Linked DNA regions of Sus scrofa: region 1 is linked to region 2. Evidence: chromatin contacts called from public Hi-C data. All regions are on one chromosome and are shown on one strand. The core of a region is the stretch at or near the end of the contact, and the rest is flanking DNA. Distances in the headings are between cores, read along the strand shown.

The links. Hi-C and Micro-C count contacts between places; a contact is called where the count stands out from the background.
Region 1: a Hi-C map of omental adipose tissue shows a contact between it and region 2, with 2.1 times the contacts expected there. The contact joins two enhancer-like sites. A contact is called at or near these places in 15 of 47 Hi-C or Micro-C datasets (alveolar macrophages, embryonic fibroblasts, fetal skeletal muscle and 9 more) and 1 of 2 datasets of contacts at active chromatin or transcription factors (alveolar macrophages).

The regions. Positions count from the first base shown.
Region 1 is chr13:73,223,930-73,228,445 of Sscrofa11.1, reverse strand. All of the region lies in intron 4 of CHCHD6 (MICOS complex subunit MIC25), which reads left to right. Among named protein-coding and RNA genes, the nearest start is that of CHCHD6, 37 kb to the left of the region's middle. Within about 2 kb of position 2,690, at least 14 of the 83 cell types and tissues checked have an H3K27ac peak or open chromatin away from gene starts, as enhancers often do. A contact at or near this core is called in mesenteric adipose tissue and omental adipose tissue, where this site is marked.
Region 2 is chr13:72,671,943-72,676,498 of Sscrofa11.1, reverse strand. No RefSeq gene overlaps it. Among named protein-coding and RNA genes, the nearest start is that of TPRA1, 13 kb to the right of the region's middle. Within about 2 kb of position 1,563, at least 26 of the 83 cell types and tissues checked have an H3K27ac peak or open chromatin away from gene starts, as enhancers often do. A contact at or near this core is called in mesenteric adipose tissue and omental adipose tissue, where this site is marked.

The DNA.
Region 1 (4,516 bases), core at 1,441-3,940, 550 kb before region 2:
GGCATTGGTTGTCCTGGTCCCTAGATTGTCTGTAGAGTCCTGAGAAAATCCCTGAAGGTGCTCAGGGGGTGCTTGGCACACGGCTGCCTCCACCACCCCTCACGCCCACCTGTCCTGCTGGCCCTGAAGCCTGGAGCAGAAGGATGGCAGCTGTGGCTGCTGCCCTTGGTAAAGGAGCCTCTTCCTGTCCTGCGAGTTGGGCCACGAGGTGGCAGTCCTGAGCCACTTGCTGGCCTGGAGAGGCCTGGGCAGGCGGGAGGCCCTTGCCCAGGACAAGTGCTGTTGAGGGGGGATCTAGCTGAGGGCTCCAGAGGCCCCTGACCTGCCTGACCTGCTCCTGTCCCATCTCCCGCTGGGCAACCTAGGCTTTTACCTGTGTCTGTGCCACAGGCTTACCTTGGTGGTGCTGCCTGGGGCTGGTGCAGAGCCCGAGGGGCTGCCCAGTGGGATGGGACGCCAGCTGCCTGGGTCAGGGCTCCCCTCTTCTGTGTATTCTAACCCATAAAGTCTCTGATGCTTGTGCATGAAGATCCATGGGGTTAGATGAGAGATGGGAAGCATTGGGGTTTCCTGACAGGCTGGGCCCAGGCTCCCAGCCACAGGCTGCTGTGCTTTGGAGCAGGTTATGTTGCTGCTTTCCTTGCCAGGTGCTGAGGGCAAGGCCAGAGTCCGTGGACCCCTTCTGATTGGCAGGCGGGAGGGGAGATAGGGTTCCCAGGGGCTAGCGTACTGTCCCTCATCCTCGGGTCCCTTTGGAAAAACAGCAGATTCGGACACCGCTGTTTGGGCAGCTGTGGGATTTGTCAGGGCCCAGAGAAACTGGCTAACAGTGATGGCTGAAACGTCCCTGGCGAATAGCTGTCGGGTTTAAGGAACCTCAAGTTGGCCGACTTCCCTGGTCGGTTTTGCTGGAGGCAGAGGAGGAGGCCTTCTTGCAGGGTGCGTGTGTTCCGGGGAGAGGGTGCGTACCCAAGCGTGCTGCAGCCCGCCCGCATGCCTGCCATAGCTGTGCCTCGCAGGCCATTGGCTGCCACTGGGGTGGGGTGTGTGTCGACACCAGTGGGCTTGGTGGAAGCAGCTTCCAGGAGAGCCTGCGGAGTCTCTGGGTGCTAGTGGGGCCTTGGCTTTCTTCTCCCAGGTGGAGATCAGCCCACTCCCACCTCCCTTTGCCTTTCTCCTCTTTCTGGCTGACAGGCACCCTGCCCAGAGCCTTCATGGGCTACCTTTCCCCACCAGTGGGTGGAGGCAGGGGCTTGCATGCTGGTGCTTCAGGTGCCAGCCCTCCCAGACTAGGGCCACCTGGGAGATCAGTAGGGCGGCCGGGAGCTCCCTGGGACACCTCCCTGAGGGGTAGGAGGCAGGGGTTGCTGCCCTGAAGGTGCTGTACAGATTCTAGGTGGAGAGTGCACAGTAGCAGCACCAGGGTGCTGGGTTTTAACCTCCGCTTATAGGTAAAGGCAGGAACCTAATCAAGTCAGTCCGTGAAGTAGTCAGGGCAAATAGCGCGGTCTCTGAGTCATAGTCTGAACAGACCTAAGAGGGAGGTACTGAGTTGTAGAAAAATGCAAAGCATCCCGTCTGTTACCTAAGCCAGTTGTGTGGCCTCTGTGACGTGTCTCTGGGTGTTGGTGTTCCCATCTGGATCACGGGACAGAAGTGCCTTCTTCGGAGTGGTTGTGGGGCTGGAGTGACATGTTCCGGTGCTGTTCCCTCCTGGGGATGGAGCAGCACCCGGCCACAGGGAGTGTCCATACTGCCGTGCATGGTTGTGCCAGGGCACCCAGTGGCCCCCATCCTGGGCTGATCTCCTAGTAAGGTGCTGACTGTTGGTGGACGAGGAGCTGGGGCAAGGAGGCTGGCCTGTGCAGGGACATTCTCCCTGGGGTTTCCTCTAGTGCAGGCTGCTCACCTGCCCAAGTGCCAGTCCTGTGTGCCCACCCCACTGGTTCTCAGGGTGAATTGGTTTCTGCCTGTGTCAGTGCTTCCAGAGCCCCCAGGCCGCTCTCCTCAAGGATGACGCACCTCACATGAGTTCTGTTTGAAGCCACCACAGCGTCCACCCTCCACCTTTTCTAGAAGGTCACGTTAGAAGAGGTGGAGGAAGGCACCTGCAGCCTTCTGGTCTTAGAGGCCATCCCTTGGAAGGGCCCCAGGTAAGCAGCTGGTGGCAGATGAGGACATGGCCACCAGGAGGAAGTAAGGCTGCTGCCAGTCTTCCTGGGTCTGGCCTCTTGTCGGGGAGGTAGGGAGGGGTCATATTCTAGACCCCTGGGGAAGGCAGTCTGCAGGGGGTCAGAGCCTTCACGGAGAAGGTGGAGGATGGCTTGTCGGGAACAGGTGGAGCGGGGCAGAGTTGAGGAGGGTCAGGGTCAGAAGAAGTTCTGGGGGGAGTGACTTGAGGCAGCTCTTGCAGCGTCTGTGCTGGCCAGTACACGGTGTCCTACCTCGGTAGCCAGGGATGTACACAGTGGATCTTTGGAGCTGGGAACAGGTTTCAAACCCATCTCGCTCAGTCCTATTGCTAAGTAGGGGTATGAGGCCCAGATGACGTCGCACTCCTGTCCAGAGACCTGAGCTGGTGTGCCTTCTGAACCCCTTGGCATGTGTCTCAGGCCCCCTTGGCCATGGGGTTGTCTCTGAGGCCCTGCTGCACACTGGCCTGGGGAGGCGTCTCTCACACGTTCTTTGAAATGTCGAGGTCTCACTGCGCTCCTCAGGGGTTCCGCACTGAATCTGGATTTGAGTTGCTGTAGCTCTTTTTTTGGCAGCCTGATTATTTAGGCCTGACAGGTAGGCACAACTGTCTCATGAAATGCAGAAATATTTGTGTGGCTTGGGAGAAAAATGGAACATTCCCTTAGTTTAAAAAAAGAACACTGGTCATTCCTTTTATTCATAAACTCTGTATTAAAATTTGTTGTCATTAAATATGTGAAATGGAAACGAAGTATCACTTGGACCTTGTAGCTATGAACTGCTCAGGTATTAGGTGCTGCGGTGCATCTGACAGGTGTGCACACCCAGGTTGTGTGTTGTAGATGCCACGCCTCCTAATGCTGGGTCCTGAGCTGGGTGCTCCGCCTGTGTCTCTCACCAGGCCCAATCCTGTTTCACAGGCTTCAGGGGAGAGGGCTCCAGGTGATGTCCCTCCAGGCATGACCAGCCACCCTCTGCTTCACCCACCCCCTCCGTGCACTGGAATCTGGGGCAGGGGGTGGGGAGGGGAAGGGAAGAAGGGGGATGCAAAGGCAGCAGAAGCCTCTGTTGGTTCTGTTAAATACGCTTTCTTCTGAGAATCAATAGTTTTTGTAAAAGGAGGAAGATGAATGTGATTATATTGCTTCTCTTTGTCTGCAGAAGACCCTCTGGGCTGCTGGAGAACCAGCATCCTTGTGTGTTGTGTAGGGGGGTGGGGGGTGGGGGTGGCACCTCTTTACCCTCATCCTTTTCTGTGAGGCCTCCTCCCACTGGGGTGTAAGTCTGCCGGCCATGGAGTTAGTGTCTCCCATTTCATTCGCGTTGTGTCCCCTTGGCAAACCCAGGGCCCTGCCATGCTGTCAGGCATGCACGTAGGCTGGAAGGCCCAAAGTTGCCGTCTCTCCCTCTTACGACGTCGTACACTCCCCTGTCCCTGCAAGCACACCGCTGTCCTGTGCTTTCTGTGTTGGCACTGGGGCGCCTCATGGACGGGACAGAGTTCTGTTGACTGAAAAAAAAAAAAAAAAAAGCCCAACCTATAAGGTGAGAGTTCTGTTTTATTGGGTGGACATTCTGAGGACTTAAGCGTGGGACACAGCATCTCAGATAAGGCTGAGATGGCTCTGAGGAGGCTGCGGGAGCAGAATATACAGGAGATTTTGTAACAAAAGACTGGGTTAGCAGAGCATTGAAAGATCCCTGTTAATAAAAGAAAACCAGGTGTTTCAGGTTAAGGAATGCAACGCTTTTCTGAGTGTGGAAAGAGGCAAGTCAGGGCTCACCGACGTCATTCCTGTGATGTGCAGCTCAGCTCTCTGGGGCCTGCATCCTGTCTTCCCACCCTGAGTCTCCTCAGGGGCCACTGTCAGGGTGGCTGCAGTGGCCGAGGGCTTGGCAGCAGGCAGGCTGTTTGTCTCCACCCACGCCCCCTCAGGGCTCACTGTTGGGCGGCTGCAGCATCCCATGTTTGCTGATGTGAGCTCGCAGTTCCTACCCATGTAGAGCTGTGTTGGGTGGCAGGCACACAGCAGGCCCATGGAGAACAAGTCAGGTGGTGAGCATCTTGAAGCAAGCCAGGCTGGTGTAAGGAGCGGAGGGTAGGTGTGCTTTTCTCTTTTCACTGAGTCCTGTTCATGCAACACATTTTAAAGTTAAGTCAGTGCACTTCCTGAGTTGACATTCTTGTGGAGCCATTGCCTCTCCACAGTTTCAGAACAGGTTTGTCACCCCTGAGGGTCCGTCAGGGTGCTGTTTTGTATGGGGTAGTGATGTTCGAGAGCCAAGTAAGGAAGTGACCAGCGAATGTGGGGCTGGAGCT
Region 2 (4,556 bases), core at 314-2,813:
AGTTTTCTTAAATATCTCCCAGGATAGGAAACTCACCATCTTACAAGGAGGTTATTCCTGGCCAGATCGTTCAGTTAAAACATTCCTCCTGGAGTTCCCCTCGTGGCTCAGAGGAAATGAATCTGACTAGTATCCATGAGGATGCAGGTTCAATCCCTGGCCTTGCTCTGTGGGTTAAGGATCCCTCGTTGCCATGAGCTGTGATGTAAGTTGCATACACAGCTTGGATCTGGCATTGCTGTGGCTGTGGTGCAGGCCAGCAGCTACAGCTCCGATTTGACCCCTAGCCTGGGTAACCTCCATATGCCTTGGGTGCAGCCCTAAAAAAGACAAAGAACAAAAGCTCCTCCTCACTCAGTAGTTGTGCTTCCCCACCCCTGCCCTGCCCTGGGGACCACCTGCTCCTTCTGTCAGGGAAAGCCCTGTGGTCACAGGAAGCTCGGAGCACCTGGGGCTCTGCTTCAGGCCGAGCAGTCTTGCTCATCCCATTGGGTGACTCAGGCAAGTCCCTTTTCCTCTTGGCACAGATATGGGTAACATGCCCCTTCCTCAAGGTTGCTCTGAGCCTTTCAAGATGGAGTCGGTGCACAGGCTGCCCCAGCCAGTCTCCCAACTCCTCCCAACTCCATGCTTTGGCCATATTAACCTCTGGTTTTGCCTAAATTAGCCAATATTGGGTGTACCTCAGGGCCTTTGCACTTACTGTTCCCACTTTCTGGAAAGCTCTATGTCTGCATCTTCCCATCCCTGGTCTCATATAACAGGCATGTGACCTCCTTGAAGAGGCCTGACCACACTTGCTGGTAGCATCCCCCACCTGTTCCCTTTCCTACCTTCCCATTTCATCCTGGAATCGGCTTCCTTGACCTGCTCCTGAGGACAAGGACTTCGTGGATCCCAGGGCCCGGACAGTGTGTGGCATGTGGTGGGTGTTGATTGAAAATGTGAGTGCATGGGAAGAGGCAGGGACAAGCCAGGCCTGTCCACGGGGCCGCAGGTCTAAGTGTCCATCTCTGGGGGTCTGTTACCAGCCCTGCCCTTGCACCCCTCTGCTCTCCCATCCCCCACACAGGGCAGAGGTGAGGCCCAGAGGCCACCCTCCCAGAGAAACATTAGGGCTCTAAATTCCATTTAAAACAGTTTAATTGCCTAATTGCTCTGCTCCTCCGTGCAGTTTGTTAGCAGAAACAGCCCTGCAGCAGCCAGGCCAGCCTAGCAGAAAATTGGTGTCTCAGCCAGAGGAATTAAAGAGACAGAGCCCAGCCGCCCACAGCCCCTCACACCTGCCGGCCCCACCAAGGGACAAGGCCCAGAGGCCTCAGGATGATCTTGGTGGTGAGGCCGGAGAGGGCCTGCTGGCCAGTGCTCCCATGTCTGTGTGTTGGGACATAAGCTAGGCTAAGCGTGCTTCCTTTTTCTTTGTGTAAACTATGCTTTCAAATAGGGAACACATGCCAGTTGTGATTCAAGGTGCAGATGGGTCTGCAGCTAAGGTGAGCCTCCCTTTTCCCACCCTGACCCTCCCAGCCTCTCCCAGGCAGGGCTGTTAGGACTCCTGTGGGTCCCCCTAGAGGTGGCTCATTTTTATGTTTGCACAGAACTGTTCACACAGTCGCACACTGTGAGCTCTGTTCTGCTCCTTTCCCAGCTTTCTCTGTCTCGAGACTGTTCTCACCTGAGTTGACCTGGCTCCTCACCCTTCAGGCAGCTGCCCTGTCCCTGCAGAGTGACAGCACATCCGTCCCAGAAGCCGCCCAAGCCTCCTGCCTCTGTGAGCCACCTGCGATCTTCATCCTTATTCAGACCTCATTGTCACACACGGGAGGAGGAGGGGCTGTGTGTGCAGAATGCACATTCCTTTTCAAAACTGGGTTTATTTTTCCTCTCACACAAAGCAAGCCTGGATTCCTAAGGGATCAGAAAGAGCCACAATCCTCCCAACTCAGAAACCACCTTGATCACACCCAGACCCAACTCCTCGAGTCCTTGCTGATGCAGACTTATTTTACCCAAATGTCTTCAGAGGGTGAAGACCGTTTGCAAGCTGCTTCCCTTTCTCAGTCTACAGTAAACAAGGCTTGTCTCCCCATGGAAGTTAACAGCCGAGTTTGGTTTGAGGGCCTGACCACTCCCTTAGTGGAATCCTGACTGCTGCCAACTGTGTGTTATTACGAGCTGCACTGCAGGGAAATTCCTTGACGGGGAGTCTTGGCACACATCCTTTATTCTGTCCTTAGGGCAGCTTCCCAGAAGTGGAATTTCTAGGTCAAGAGGCGTATACTTTTTTGAGAGGAGAGCTGCACATTTTTGAAATGTGTGTGTGTGTGTGTGTTTCTTTGTGTGTCTGTGTGCCTGTGCCCAGAGGCACCTGCAGGTTCCCCAGCAAACCTGCTGTGTGACTGCATAATGGGTGTGTCAGCTTTCTCTCCAAGCAGTCTCAGAACTGCTGCTCCTTTGCCTGGGCGCTGGCAGAACAGGTGTGGCCCCCCACCTGCTCACTGCCCTGCTCTCTACACTCTGCAGATCTCACCCTGACCCCCAAGCTGGGCCAAGGCCAGCTCTCCTCTGCCCTGGATGCTCTTGGTAACCAGGGTCAGAAGCCCAGCTAGAGTGGCCCTGGAACAAACTGGGAGAAGTCCACATCTCTGCATCCAGGACTCCAGGCCCACGTGGATGCAGGTGTTGAAAGAAGGCCAGAATCCCTGTCTGTCCCTGGGTTCTGGTTTGCTCTGTGCTGGCTGTGCCCTTGGGCTGGCCAAGGGGAGGCAGAAGCTCCTGTAGCCAGCTCCAGGCTCCCCACTTCTCGCCTACAATGCATCACCTCCTATTTCCTACCCTTCCAGACAACAGCCTGGATGTGCTGTGATAGGACCAGCTGAGACCACATAACCTCAGAACCATAAGCCCTGCTGTCCGGCCCTGCCCACGTCTGCTCCCTTGGCAGCTGGCAGGGATGAGGTCAGCAGCCAAGCACCATCACTGATCTCGTCACTCCCAGGGTAGCTGTGGTCTCAGGACTCCCAGAAATCCAAGGAGCCCCCAGCCCCAGAGGAGGAGAGGGGCCTGGGGCCAGAAGCAGCAGTTTCAAGGGAGAGAAGTCAAAGGCAACAAGGCTTAAGCTGGTTTTCTTTGAAAAGCGCTAAGTGATTTGGCCAAAAGAGTGACTAGAAAACACTTAACTGTGACTCTGGGACATACACACCTGTAAATGTCCCCACTGTTCCTTTCTTCCTGCGTGGGCCTCCCAACCTGACTGATCAGAGGCTCTTTTTTTTTCTTTTTGCCATTTCTTGGGCCACTCCCGAGGCATATGGAGGTTCCCAGGCTAGGGGTCTAATCGGAGCTGTAGCTGCCAGCCTACGCCAGAGCCACAGCAACTTGGGATCCGAGCCGCGTCTGTGACTTACACCACAGCTCACAGCAACGCTGGATGGTTAACCCACTGAGCAAGGGCAGGGCTCGAACCCGCAACCTCATGGTTCCTAGTCGGATTCGTTAACCACTGCGCCACGATGGGAACTCCCAGAGGCTCTTTGAAGCTGCACCTGAACCTTCACCACAGATGATGCTCCCATACCCAAATGCAATCAAGTCGGATTTCTATGCTCCAGTGAACTGCTACTCATCCTGCAAAACCTGCCCAATATCACTTCCTCAGGGATTCCCTCATTTCTTCTTGCAAGGCTGGCCCAGGATGACCCATCTCTGCCCTTGGAGCAGCATCATCTATCAGTGACCTGGTCATATCCCTTCCTCCCATGAGAGGGAACCTAGGGTGAGGATATTTTGATCACCTAAGAGAAGAAAAATTGCTTTCATTAATTCATTCACCTGAGCACCCACCAAAGACCGGGCATGAGAGCTTGCAATAACTAAATGCCATCCCAGATAAATAGAACACTACAGAGGCAGTGAGGCAGTGCGTGCAGGATCTGCCCAGAGCCCTCGTGCGCACGTGGGAACCAGCTGGTAGAACGCAGGCTGCACACAGGATGCCATTTGCTTCCACCTCTGCAGACAGCCTGAAAGACAGAACTGACCAGTGAACGACGCCCTGTTTACACAACAGGAGGCTGAATGGAGGAAAGTCCCCTCCACAAAACTGAGTGAGAAAAGCAAGTTGGGAAAGAAAAGCTCAGTGTGAACCCAGTTGATTGATTTATAGCCCATGAGACAGCACCACACGTTGCTTACGGATGCATATACTGTGTGCTGTACCAATAAATGCAAAACTTGAGACAGCAGTGAGGGGGGTAGCCTAGGGGTCAGGGGCAGGGTGGAGGGGGTGGATACATGGGGCTTTCATTGTATCTGTGATGCTTCATTCATAATCTTGTTTTAAAGCACCTGTCCAGTGACTGTGGGGAAACAAAAACCTGACGAGTGGACAGTATGTGTCCTACGTGTGGGGAGACTGCCAGCTGCCTGCCTAACATCCGTTTTCTCTTTCTCACTGACTTATTAGGAGAAGTGTGTGCCAGCTCCAAAAAGAAAAGGAAACCCTCATTTTCAGCCTCCCTTGCGGCATGGTAGCCACAGCAGCAACTAGGGGCCAA